2 separate regions of the Mus musculus genome follow, and region 1 is linked to region 2. A link is a contact called in public promoter capture Hi-C data. All regions are on one chromosome and are shown on one strand. The core of a region is the stretch at or near the end of the contact, and the rest is flanking DNA. Distances in the headings are between cores, read along the strand shown. Region 1 has its middle 37 kb from the start of Gm33819. Region 2 holds the start of Lrrcc1 (leucine rich repeat and coiled-coil domain containing 1).

Region 1 (2,803 bases), core at 269-2,768, 660 kb after region 2:
ATAAAACTTTTCATGGAAATGAGTTAGGATCATAGCATTTATTAATGTGTCTTAAACATTTATAGGGAATATGCACTATGTCCTGTACCATAATTCAGCATAATTTGGGGTTAGGCTGTTTCTTGTCCTATTTCTTGATGTAATGAGAGCAACAATTACCCAAATAGTGAGAGGTTCTAGCAGATCTCTGAAGCTGCTGAACATAAAATGGTAGTGACTATATACATTGGGCAACTTCAGAGAAATAGATGGCCTGTTTATTTATACTCACTAGCCTTTATACCCCACCCTTAGTCTGTATCACTTAGATGGCCACTTCTTAAAAGCTCCCGAGAGAGAGAGAGAGAGAGAGAGAGAGAGAGAGAGAGAGAGAGAGAGAGAGAGAGAGAGAGAGAGAGAGAGATTTTGGCCTGTCTTGCATAATACCTACTATAGTTGTCACCAAGGTTCTCTGCATAGTTTTGCCCTTCTTATACCCTTGGCAAAGACAGTATTTCCAGACCCTATTGCTAGTAAAGACAGAGCCTCAGCCTACGTCTTTAACACCAAATAAGGCACTGTGCCATAGACTTAATGTTCTTCTTATTTTATTTGGGTTTCACAGAGTGAGGCTTGCAAAGAGTCTTGAGGCATACAAATTTATTTTGTAGGAGAAATTCAGGTTCTCAAATTACTGATTTTTCAAATTTTATTTTCATGGAATTTCCAGGAATTGTTTAGTTTTATGGACTGAACTTTTATTTTTGTTTCTTTTCTTCTCTCTGTCTCTCTGTCTCTGTTTCTATCTCTCTCTTTCTCCTTCTCTGCTTTGTTTTAATTTCTATAGATGCACATACCTTTGTTCTTTTATTCATTAATAAACCAATATGAATTACATTAGTATTCTGTTCATTTCATCCTTTATCATTTTTATATAATATCCTTTTCTGCTTTGGAATTCTATCTGGGATATCACAATCCATTTAGATATTATGTCTTTATGGATTTCTCTAGGACATGACAGTTTCTTAGTCACTCTTTGGTTTTGTCAATGTGATGGTTTTGAATTTTATTGGTTCATAGAACTTCTCTGAATTTTCGAATATCTTGAGATTAGTTAATCAGATGATAGCCAGAAGGTAGTAAGTGACAATTTAAAACTATATGATTACTACAGATTAGTTGAAGGAAATTAGGAAGAATTAACTATTTGCAGATTTTAGGGGGTAGAGAAAACGAGTAACAATTAGAGGGTGCAGGGGTTGGTTATTAATACTTGATCTTTGGTGTTGTTTTAAAAATCCAATTATGAATGATAGAGTTTCTGATTTAAAAAAAAAGCTTTCTGAGACTTTATTGCTCAAATTGTCTCTGATTTGGATAGGTAGCCATCAGTTTTTACTCTAAAAAAAGGAAAGACAAAACGAGCAAGGCCGTCTTCATCAGTGAGCAAGTGCCGTGACCGCTTTCAACTGAATTGCAGTTCCCACTGCTGTCATTTCTTCTTGGACGCACTCATGAACAGATTGCTTTTGCATAACTGCCTCGCCATCTGGTGGCAACATGTGGAAACGAGAAGGATCAGTCTGGAGATGTGAGCTGAGCAAGCTCTTTCCCTTGAAGAGGATACTTGATGAGATATACCACTTTTCTAAAACATTATACCATCATAATTTTACACCTTTATTGACCAACCATGTTTACCAAATTGACTCTCTATGTCAAGGGGAAGGCCAGTTTCTGAATCTCATATTCTAGCTGAAAATGACTTTGGTAAAATTTTCTAAGATTTCTAATCTGGCTTCCTGTGACACTCTCTTATTTATTTATTTTCAGAAACCACAAATTACAAGTCCTTGACAAATAATCATAAAATAAGTATTAGGCATATTGATTATTATGAAACATGTGTGAAATGTGTAACCCTCATAGTCCATCAAGCCAATGAAAAGGAGCAGAAATTGTTTCAATATTAGCTTAGGCCTACCACTAACTATGGTTGTCTGTTCCAAGTAGAATTTGTACCCTCCTTTGGTTTGTCTCAGAGATAGCATGGGCATGGATCAGCTACCATGATAGTGATTCAGCTACCATGTATAGCACGTCCTGGGGAGACAGGGACACAAAGCAGGTGCTGGAAGATGTAATTTTTGCTGGCTTCACTTTTGATTTTGAAATGTCTGTTGGCTCATTCTTGCATCAATCACAGAACTATTGTTTATAGTCTTCTGCTTACCAGACATGTTCCAGTTCACTGCTCCTTCTCTGGACCCTGAAAAACAGAGAGTGATACAAAAATATGTTGGAATTAATTTTGTGTTTCTGGATTCTTGAGAAACATACATCCATCATTCTTAGAAGCAATACACATTGAGCAAGTCTTTTCAAGAAAGAAGAGTAGATTTGATGGATGGAAGGAGAGATTACTTAAATTCCAGTGTCCTGAGGGATGCCACACATGTTTCAGGGGAGCATGTAGTTGTATAACTCCTGACTACTGGATATGGGAATTCTTATGCCTTCTAACCACTGTATTTTGCCTTACCCTGGAGTTAGAGTTGGTAAACATTTCCTAAACCACAGACTCATTGATTGAGACTATTCTCAACTACATGTTAAATAAGATTTTTGCTCTTTAATTTATCGAAGAATGTTATTGAACGTCTGCTTCATAACCTCAGATAAGTAGGTCACTGGTAATGGTAATAACTTGATGACTGTCTTGTAGGTGTTTGCATTGTGTCAAACATGGCCTGCCATTCAAATGTACACTCAACAAATATTTTTAATGCTGTTTTGCACTAAATATATGTAGGTGTGTGAC
Region 2 (3,151 bases), core at 44-2,543:
CTTATTCAGAAACCACTCTTAAATGTTGTGCAAAATTTATTTCATAATTTCAAAAAAACTATTCCTTTCTTGGGATACCAATGTTGGCTCTAATTCATTTTCTAATAATTTCTTCAAACTTTCTTTGCAAGTCAAGCATTAATCTGGAACTATCATTGTTCAGTTATTATATTGTTTTCAAGATGAGAACACACAGCAGGCACCATTAGGACTGTGCTGTGCTGTGTCCCTATGCCTCAATTTTTAACTGTTTAAGAATCAAGGAACGTCTAGTTTCACAGAATTCACCAGAGCAGAAGGGAGAAAGAAATAAGAAAGTCAGATATAATAGAATAATTATGCCCACCAAGACCAACTGAAAGACAGGCACCCACAAATGAATTCTATACAGCTGTTATTCAGGGATAAGATTAGAAGTGGGAACGACTGTTTTCTACAAAGAGCTGCAGTGGGCTACTGAGATGTCTCCATCCTGGCCTACTGCGGGCAGTCGCTGTCATGGTATGCTGTCCCCAACAAGTTATTTATGTGGTAGCCAGGAAAACTGTATTTTGGTGGCTGTCTCCTTATCTTTGCAATGCCTTTGTGTGGCGGCTACACATCCTTGAGGCTGTAGATAGGTTGTCCCCACTGTATAAAAAACTAAAACATCAGGATATTTTCCCACACGTGTGCACTAACAAAGGTGTACAAACTCTTTGGCATCGTTAGAATATCTTTTTCAACATAGTCTGAACATCCCCTACCATTTTGTGAGATTTTCTGAAGAACTGTGGAAATAAGGTCCCTGAAAGGAGATCAGTCTATCAGTTGGGAGGGAAAGGGGGTCAACTTATGTCATGACTGTCATCACCTACCAAAGAAAAATTTTATACCACAATGGAAAAACCATTGTCTCACCAACTCTACCTTGAAACAGCCCAGTGAAGTATCTTTGGAGTGTTTGCTTTTGCAGAGGCATTGAAGAGTGTCTCTTGAGCGAATTCTTTAAAAAGCTGAACATTTTTTTCTCATCACAGGGAGACCAGCATACATAAATAAAGGCATTGCACAAATACTTAAGGATTTAACAGGAGTTCAGTGACCAAAAACGGGGAACATTACTATGTCTGCAAGATCACGTCACGAAGTATAAAAGCAAACTATTGAGAAAAACGCCTCCATATGGCAGTGGGCTATAAATAATGTTCAGTAGCCCACTCATTCCAAACCAACAAATGGAAAGGCTTTACTTTAAAGGCAGATGCCGTAAAAGTCAAGCCCTCTTTGAGCGGCGCCGTTGTCCTGCTTTGCGGCCGCGCAGGGCGGGGAAAGTGCGGCAGGCGGTTAGAGTCCTCGCCCCGCCCCTTGCTCACTCCCCGCTCCCGCTTTTGGAGGCGTGAGCAAGCTGGGACCCAGCGCTGGGCGCCGGTTAACACCCACTCCCCGTCGCGGGTACCATGGAGGCGGCGGTGTGTAGCGAAATCGAACGGGAGGATGGCGACAGCAGCTGCGGGGATGTGTGTTTCATGGACAAAGGCCTGCACAGGTAGCTGCCGCCACCCGGTTGGACCTCGGGTTGGCTGGCTTCGGAGAGCCGGGCTTGTGCAGGAAGCGGGTTCCTCCCCATCCTCCCAGCACAGTCTGGGGCTCCTCTCTGTCCCCCAGCATAGCCCGGGGTTTCTCTGTGTTCCCCCTGCACGGCCCGGGGCTTCTCTTACTCCTCCCAGCATTGCCCTGGCTTCCTCCCTGCCAAGCCCTGAATCCCTCCTGGCTCACTCAGCTGAGCTCAGGGTTCTTCCGCATCCTCTCCACAGATCCCGGGGTTCCTTTCTCTCCACCACCCAGCGCAACCTGCGGTTCTTTCTTACGGACCTGCTGAGCCCAAGCTTCCTCTTTCCCCTCTCCTCGCCCCCACTTTCGCACCCCCTAGCTGTTGCTCTTCCTGGTCTCCTTCCAGGAGCCTGAGAAGTGGGGCAAGCAGCAAGGCAAGCCTTCTCTACTCCCTGCTTACATCTCTTGCCTCAGTTCTCACCCGTTTTTAAGTTCTTTTGCATAAGACACAATCAGAGACATATCCATACAGTTGTTGAAAGTACCAAATATAACTCTTACTGACCCTGTTTTATGTTACTGAGACTGCTCAGTGGTTTTTCAGGCCCCTGGATTTTCCATACTCTGTGAGCCTTACCAGTTCAACCTAGACCCTCTCTTGTTTTTCACTGGCCAGTTAGCTATTTCTGAGATCCAGGCATTTCTGTTACAATATTCTCTGTCTTTGTTGAGGTGCCTGCTCTACTCCATCAGAACCGTGGTATTTATAATATAATGAAAACAATTTAGTCTCAGGCCTGATCTAAGGGTTGCCAACGAAGAGGTTTTTTCAAAAGAATGCTTACATTTATATTTAATAATGGTTATCGCTTTGAGGATGATGTCTATGTGAATGTTATATGTGTTATTACTAATCACCACAGCAATTATGCAGGGTCGTTTTTGTTTTGTTTTGTTTTGTTTTTCTTCTTCTAGTAAGCAATGACTCTGGGAATTTATATTTTAGATACATTATATAACTTGACAGTGTAACTAGTGAGCAAGTAAATTCAACAGTATTGATTTCTGATAGGTCAGAAAACAGATTGCTATTAAGAGCATATAATAGCACAAAATTTGTCCCTAAATAATTCTGTAATTGCCAGATAATCAGCAAATACTTCAGACACCTTTAGAAATTGGTGTTTTGAGGTTTGCAACTGTTTCCTTGCTGCCAATAAGTAGGTTTCCTGCAACTTTATACTAGCTAGCATAAAAATCTACCACAGATGCCCTTGACATTGTGTGTGCTATTCTGAACTACTTTTAGCATCTCTGAGCAGTGCACTGTAGTTCCATGGAAATACCATTCTACTCGGCATGCTCAATTTATAAGTGGTAGTAGTGGGAGTAAAGAGATGATTTCAGTTTAGAGAAAATGCATTCCAGCTTGCAGTTAGAAAGGACCTCAGCTTTTCCACCAGCAAGAAACATAATTAAGGTTTTTGGTGTTTTGTTTTGTGTTTTGTGTTTTTTGGAAACTACATTCTGGACTAACTAGCTATCATTGAGAGTAAAGAAAGTTATAAACTCATGCATAGGATCTGGATTCATGCCAGGTCACTCTTGGTCTCTTTAA

What was found. Promoter capture Hi-C pulls out the DNA fragments that hold promoters and counts their contacts.
Region 1: a promoter capture Hi-C map of pre-B cells shows a contact between it and region 2, with 4 times the contacts expected there. The contact joins the enhancer-like site here to the promoter of Lrrcc1 in region 2. A contact is called at or near these places in 7 of 39 promoter capture datasets (the C10 cell line, cranial neural crest, hematopoietic stem and progenitor cells and 3 more), 1 of 484 Hi-C or Micro-C datasets (olfactory sensory neurons) and 1 of 115 datasets of contacts at active chromatin or transcription factors (stem cell-derived neural progenitor cells).

The regions. Positions count from the first base shown.
Region 1 is chr3:15,193,038-15,195,840 of GRCm38.p6, forward strand. No RefSeq gene overlaps it. Among named protein-coding and RNA genes, the nearest start is that of Gm33819, 37 kb to the left of the region's middle. Within about 2 kb of position 1,519, at least 15 of the 459 cell types and tissues checked have an H3K27ac peak or open chromatin away from gene starts, as enhancers often do. A contact at or near this core is called in pre-B cells, where this site is marked.
Region 2 is chr3:14,532,495-14,535,645 of GRCm38.p6, forward strand. It overlaps Lrrcc1 (leucine rich repeat and coiled-coil domain containing 1), which reads left to right and starts at 1,294. Exons shown (of 19, transcript NM_001163579.1): 1 at 1,294-1,528. The coding sequence starts at 1,440.